Linked DNA regions of Ovis aries: region 2 is linked to region 1. The links are chromatin contacts, called in public Hi-C maps. All regions are on one chromosome and are shown on one strand. The core of a region is the stretch at or near the end of the contact, and the rest is flanking DNA. Distances in the headings are between cores, read along the strand shown. Region 1 overlaps PALM2AKAP2 (PALM2 and AKAP2 fusion). Region 2 overlaps PALM2AKAP2 (PALM2 and AKAP2 fusion).

What was found. Hi-C and Micro-C count contacts between places; a contact is called where the count stands out from the background.
Region 2: a contact with region 1 is called in a Hi-C map of hypothalamus, with 5 times the contacts expected there. The contact joins two enhancer-like sites. A contact is called at or near these places in 3 of 16 Hi-C or Micro-C datasets (hypothalamus, muscle and tail adipose tissue).

What each region holds. Positions count from the first base shown.
Region 1 is chr2:13,209,486-13,212,543 of ARS-UI_Ramb_v3.0, forward strand. All of the region lies in intron 7 of PALM2AKAP2 (PALM2 and AKAP2 fusion), which reads right to left. Among named protein-coding and RNA genes, the nearest start is that of C2H9orf152, 69 kb to the left of the region's middle. Within about 2 kb of position 1,731, at least 27 of the 54 cell types and tissues checked have an H3K27ac peak or open chromatin away from gene starts, as enhancers often do. A contact at or near this core is called in hypothalamus, where this site is marked.
Region 2 is chr2:13,423,659-13,426,688 of ARS-UI_Ramb_v3.0, forward strand. All of the region lies in intron 4 of PALM2AKAP2 (PALM2 and AKAP2 fusion), which reads right to left. Among named protein-coding and RNA genes, the nearest start is that of PALM2AKAP2, 260 kb to the right of the region's middle. Within about 2 kb of position 1,438, at least 9 of the 54 cell types and tissues checked have an H3K27ac peak or open chromatin away from gene starts, as enhancers often do. A contact at or near this core is called in hypothalamus, where this site is marked.

The DNA of each region.
Region 1 (3,058 bases), core at 481-2,980:
AAGGGGAGCACAGAGGCTGAAGAGGTAACGGTGGATCTCTACGGCACGTCCTGAGAACCTGTAGAGTGACAAGCCCTGTGCCGGGGCCCTGGGAGGACCGTAGGGCGCTGGAGTGCGCCTCGCGCTGCAGCAGGGAGCTTACAGCCTTGGAGAGAGAGAGAGGGCAGATTCACATAAAGAGATGTGTTAGCAGAGATAACAAGAGGAGAGACTGCTACAACAGTAACTAGAAGGCAACTGCCTGGTCTGTTCAAGGTGGCAGATGGGGCAGGCTGAGAAGAACGGATGAAGGAAGCTGGAAGCACCAGGGTTCCTCAGTAGCTGGCCTGCACCTCCTCTCCCACCCCCACCCCCACCCCCACTAGAGAAGCCGCTGGGACTCTGAGTGGCCCCTTCCACCCACCCCTGTGAAGGTACGGAGAGTGGGAATGTCCGAGGATGGCTTGCTTCCTGGGTTGGGCTCCAGGCTTCTGGGCCAGGAAGTGGAGGGGAACGACCCTGGAGTTAACCTGGACCGCATTCCAGTCCCAGGCAGAACTTCCTCTCCCCCCACCCCACCCCAGCAGAGCGTCTTCCGGCCTGTAACAGCAAAGGCTGGTGTTGGCCGTGGGAAGCCAGGAGGCGGGCCACTCCCCAAGGAGGCCAGAGACCCAGCTCCTGGCTGACAAGAGGCAGATCTCAGACCCCCGGCATTCCAGGGTACTTACAGCTAAATTTAGACTGGATGGGCTCGGGGATAAGGACATGACCTCTAATAGAGGGGGCTAACACTAACTCTGCCTCTGGGGTTTCCTCCCCTAACCCCCATCCCCCCACTGACCTCCTGCCATGAAGCCATTATGGCTAAATGTGACTCTGACAGTCCGAAAAAGAGCTTTCTGTTCCTACAGGCTCAGCTTTTCTTTCTGAGAGCTTCTCTGGTCTTGGTCAACCTAGCAGTCACCCTCCTGCTATTCTCTCTGGCTCAGGTCTCAGGTCCAGGCTTGCAGACGACGGCATGAAAACACTTCTGGAAGCCCCTTCCATTGGAAACAAGGCCGGGCTGTGTCTTGACTCGAGGACAATCCTGATAAAGAAGCGGTCCCTTTGTAATGTAAAGGGAGTCTCCCACCACTGCAGCCTGCCCTATTAATAGCATCCCCTTCACCCTGCTGAAAAGTCAGTGGCTCAGATGTCAGGCTGCACATCTGGAAGATGTCAAGGTGTGGTTTGATGAACACATTTACAGCTTGGGCTCTCTCTGAAAGAAACGAAAGAGTGTGTGTGTGAAGGGGGTGTGATGGGAGGAGGCGAGGAAAGAAGCTGTTGCCTCTTCTGCAGCCGCTGGTGAAAGGCTTATTTTCTTTGGAGACCCATTCCCTACCAAAGGGATTGCGAAGCACTGGGAGATTTCCCCTGAATGAGGCAAATGCCTTATTTCAGCTCCAAGAAAGGCAAGTTTCGCTTCTTCCTTGATGGGATACACTCCAAGCTCTTTATCAAGGAGTCCTCAGATGTTCTTCCTGCAGAAGACCCTTTTCACTATGAAACTATCTCATAGAACAGTCCCCCACCTCCAGAATAAACCAAGGTCAAGGCCACAGAGGGAACTTTGGCTCCTGCAGCCTGAAATTTCTAGGGTAACTGATTCTGCTGAAAGCAAGTCCCTGGCTTCAGTCCTGTATAACTTAGCTGTGTCCTTCTTAGTTTTAAAATAGTTCGGGATCTTGGATTCAGGCCTGGCCAACCAGTAATGGCAGAGAGCAAAAGCTGGGCTCCACCGTGGACCCAGCAGAAAATCCACTGTGTGAACACAGAGCCAGGAGAAAACGGTGCCAGAGGCTTTCGAGATTAACTCTTTGTCCACAGATGAGTCCTGTACTTAGGAAGACAGCTGATGCAGTTTTCTCCCCATAGCCCTGGGTCCCACAGCAGATGGGCATACATGTTCCCCTGCGAAGGCTCAAGTCACTCTATGAATGTGGCACATTCTGCAACGTGGGCTTGTAGATTAAATAAGAGAAACAGTCACCAGGACTGGTGGGCCACTTGGTTCTGATGTGGAAAGGGGGACACACACACACACTCAGGCACACACATGCACACACTCATGTACCATCTTCAAAGCACTATCTGGCAAAGAGGGGGTGGGTGCCTTTGCCCGCGCTGTATGTGTGGCTCGGAGCTCCTGCTCAGAAAGCCGGGAGTCTGACAAGATTAGTAAGAAAAGAAGCAAGTCTCCTGTCCAAGCCCAGCTGCCCACTCTCCCTCCAGCAGGAAAGGCGTCCACAGCACAGCGCCACAGTCCCCGCCCTGAGTTCCTCCTCCATAGAGACTCTGGCCTCACGAGGGAACCCTCTCCTTGCAGATCAGAAAGCAAAGGACAGTAAGTTAGGTCAGCAGACTCGGCTTACCCTGCCCAGAGTGCCCGCTTCACACGTCCCCGCTCAGAACTGCCTCTTTTTCCAGGCGGTTTCCTGCGCCCTGGCTCAAGCTGGACAAATTCCTTCTGAGTCTCCTGACAGAAGACTGTGAGGTCACGGCTGGCCCTCCCTCTGCTCCTTCAAAGGCCATTCACACAACGAAGAACTTTAACCCCCTTCAAAGAGGCCTGGCCCCTCCCTACAGGCCCCGAGCCTAGAGGGCAGCAGCCAGTCAGCCAGAGGCCTCGCTCGTCCACTCCCTACGTCCAGGGCTGAGTGGGAAGGTGGGAGGCTAGTGATGCTCAAAGGAGCCAGTTGGGGCTGTCTTCTTGGCAAGTTAGAGATGGGCCTTGGGCAGCCAGGGAATGAATATCTCAGTGATGTTCAAGGCGGCAAAGCGAAAAAAAAAAAAACAAAAACCTCACAGATTCTGAAGATCCAGGTTAAACAGACTGCATCCAGTTAAAGGAACCTCTTAGGACAGCTTATATATGTGTGTTTGAGAAGGAAATGGCAACCCACTCTGATATTCTTGCCTGGGAAATTCCATGGATGGAGGAACCTCGTAGGCTACAGTCCACGGGGTCACAAAGAGTCGGAAGACTGAGCAGCTTCGCTTTAGGGTCTACATATGTGTGTATAAAAAAATAAATGCT
Region 2 (3,030 bases), core at 188-2,687, 210 kb after region 1:
CAGATGATATGTGTGTAAGGTCTTACAGGTTACAAAGTCCTCTCACAGCAGTTAGGGACTGTTCTGTCAGAATTCAGATACCTCTCATGCCACCACCTGGCTTCTGTGAAGCCTCTCCTGATTGTCTGGACCAGGGGGAAGCAGGAGAATGCACCATGGAGTCACTCAGTTGTGTCCAACTCTTTGTGGCCCCAGGACTGTAGCCTGCCAGGCTCCTCTGTCCATGGAATTCTCTAGGCAAGAATACTGGAGTGCGTTGCCATGCCCTTCTCCAGGATTTTCCCAACCCAGGGACTGAACCCAGGTCTTCCACACTGCAGCCAGATTCTTTACCATCTGAGTCTCCAAGGAAGCCCAGAAAGTACCGTAAAGGAGCCCAGATCAGGAGGAATCAGATTAGTCTGACATTTACTGGCTAAAACAATGGGGAATCTCCTACTTATCTTAGTCTCCATTTCCTCGTCTATCAGACGGTTATAATGATGTATAGCGGAAAGTGTGAAAGTCGCTCAATCATGTCCGATTCTTTGCGACCCATGAAATTCTCGAGGCCAGAATACTGGAGTGCGCAGCCAGCTGTTCCCTTCTCCAGGGGATCTTTCCAACCCAGGGACTGAACTCAGGTCAACTACACTGCAGGTGGATTCTTTACCAGCTGAGCCACAAGGGAAGCCCATAGTGATGTATACGGAAGAGCTATTTCTAAGCTCTGAAAATTAAATGAGTTAATATTTAAAACATCTTAGAACATTGCCTGCCATCGAGTAAGTATTATTTAATTTGTGTTCTCACTTTCTCCTCTGGTGTCTTAAAAAAATTGAATTTAAATACTATTATGTTAAACACCACATGCACTACTTTACAAGACAGACCAAAACTACTATTTAATGGAATAAATTCAATGCATCCTCTGAATCATGATTTGTGGTCCATAGCATTCAAGAATACCCATAGATTCTTTACATTAAACCAAATTTCCAGAGAATGTGAATAAACCCATCATTTGAATGCTAAAAGGAAAATTAAATAATTGATAATTGTGTTAAAATTCGTGTGTGTGTGTGTGTACATGTTTTTAAAACTCTGGAAAATATAACTCAAGTTCTCAACGTAGGAGAGGCTTATAAGCACATGGGGCGCCGTCTAGTGGCGGGTGAAGTCATATTCCACCAACTGAGGTAGTGTGTTTGGGAATTAATGTCATGTCCAGCTCTCTGAGACCCGCTGGACTGCTGCACACCAGCCTTCCCTGTCCTTCACTGTCTCCCGGAGTTTGCTCAGATTCATGTCCATTGAGCCAGTGATGCTATCTAACCATCTCATCCACTGCCGCCCTCATCTCCGTTTGTCTTCAAACCTTCCCAGCATCAGGGTCTGTTCCAATGAGTCGGCTCTTTGCATCACAACTAACTCAAGGTCTTAATGTAGGAGAGGCTTATACGCACATGGGGCGCCATCTAGTGGCGGGTAAAGTCATATTCCATCAACTGAGTAGTGTGAGAATATCTATCTGGGAGGAAATTGCTGCTGTGTACTTGAGAACAGAAAGCTCAGCATATTAACATTAAAATGTCCATTACTCTCAATGCTTTGTTCCTTTGCTCTCCAAGGAACAGTGTGCTTGCCCTTAGTGGTATATGCAGAAGTCTCCATCCAAAGCCTGTGAACCTACCTTGTTAGCTGCTCTATAACAGGGAGAAATTCTGGCTAAGAAGATCCTGAGGTTCCAGCCTTCAGGAGGCAGTGGCTGGGAGTCTTTGAATCATCTCATTTTTATAGGAGTCACGTCACATAAGCCCACTGACATCATCAGTGGGCTATGGTAGGTATCCCCAAAGTCGAGTGATGAACAACCTAAACAGTGACCCTATGGTCCAATACAGCCAGCCCTTCCCAAAACCCATGTCCTCCCTACCCTGAAGGCCCGTCACTGCGTTGACATGGACCCTGAGGCCCCTGGCTCTTCCCACTTTTGGAAAGCAGCAGTAAGGCCCTGCAGGGTATTCTCCCAGAGTCCCCACCCTGAGGCTGAGGCTGGCTCAGCATACTCTCCAGCACATGGGGGTCCTTAGCCCTTTGCTTAAGGAGCAGCTCTCATCTGTACATCTGATCACTCAACAACCAGAGCCAGGAGCGATACCTGGCTCACGAGGTCAAGCACGACTATGAAATTCCAAGTGCAAACGCCAGTCCACTGTTATCTTAGGAACCCCAGCACTCATCCTAAGGACTTGCACAAAGGAGCTCCTGGGTACCCGTGGCATTGAGTGCAGGCTTGCACCCCCATGCACCCTTCTCCCCCACGTTCTCTCCTCTGGACCAGGGTAAGAGTTTGGCTGGGATCCCCCTGGACAGGGAGTTCCTCCCAGAGTGAATTGGTCACGTGCATCCTTGGATCTCCAAGTCAGCCAGTGGCACTGTACATGTATGGGGAGAGACCAGCAGGATCTATGATGAGGCAGTAAGGTTAAAATGAGGAGATGGCCCAATTGACTTTATAATGAAAGAGCCCTACTGTTCCAATCACATCCCTCCCATTAAGGTTCTGCTACTGGCTAGAGAGAAACAAAATCCACAGAAGGACAAGCTCTGAACTGTAAGAGGAGAAAGACAAAAGGACACTAACAGGAGCTGGGACCCGTGATGTGCTAGGCATAGACTAGACACTTCATGTGCACTAACTAAGTGAAACCTCACAAAAGCCAAAGGAGATGCCTATTATTGATCCCTGCTTTACAGATGAGTTAAGCAGCTTGCCCAAAGTCCCATGCCATAAACCAAGTGCAGAGCTGAGGCTCAGACCAAGGTCAGTCAATGCTCAAGAACATACTCTTTTCACTGCATCTTGTAATAATCCCTGCCCAGTCATTCATATGGGAAGAGGAACCCCTAATATATGGGAGAACTCTGGGCTCAAGATATTGCTGAGATCAACAGCAATAATAATAATAAAGAAGAGAAGGAGGGGGTTCAGAAGAGAGAGGGACGTAGGGATAGGGAGAATGAAGGGGAAGACAATGGCGCTGACTG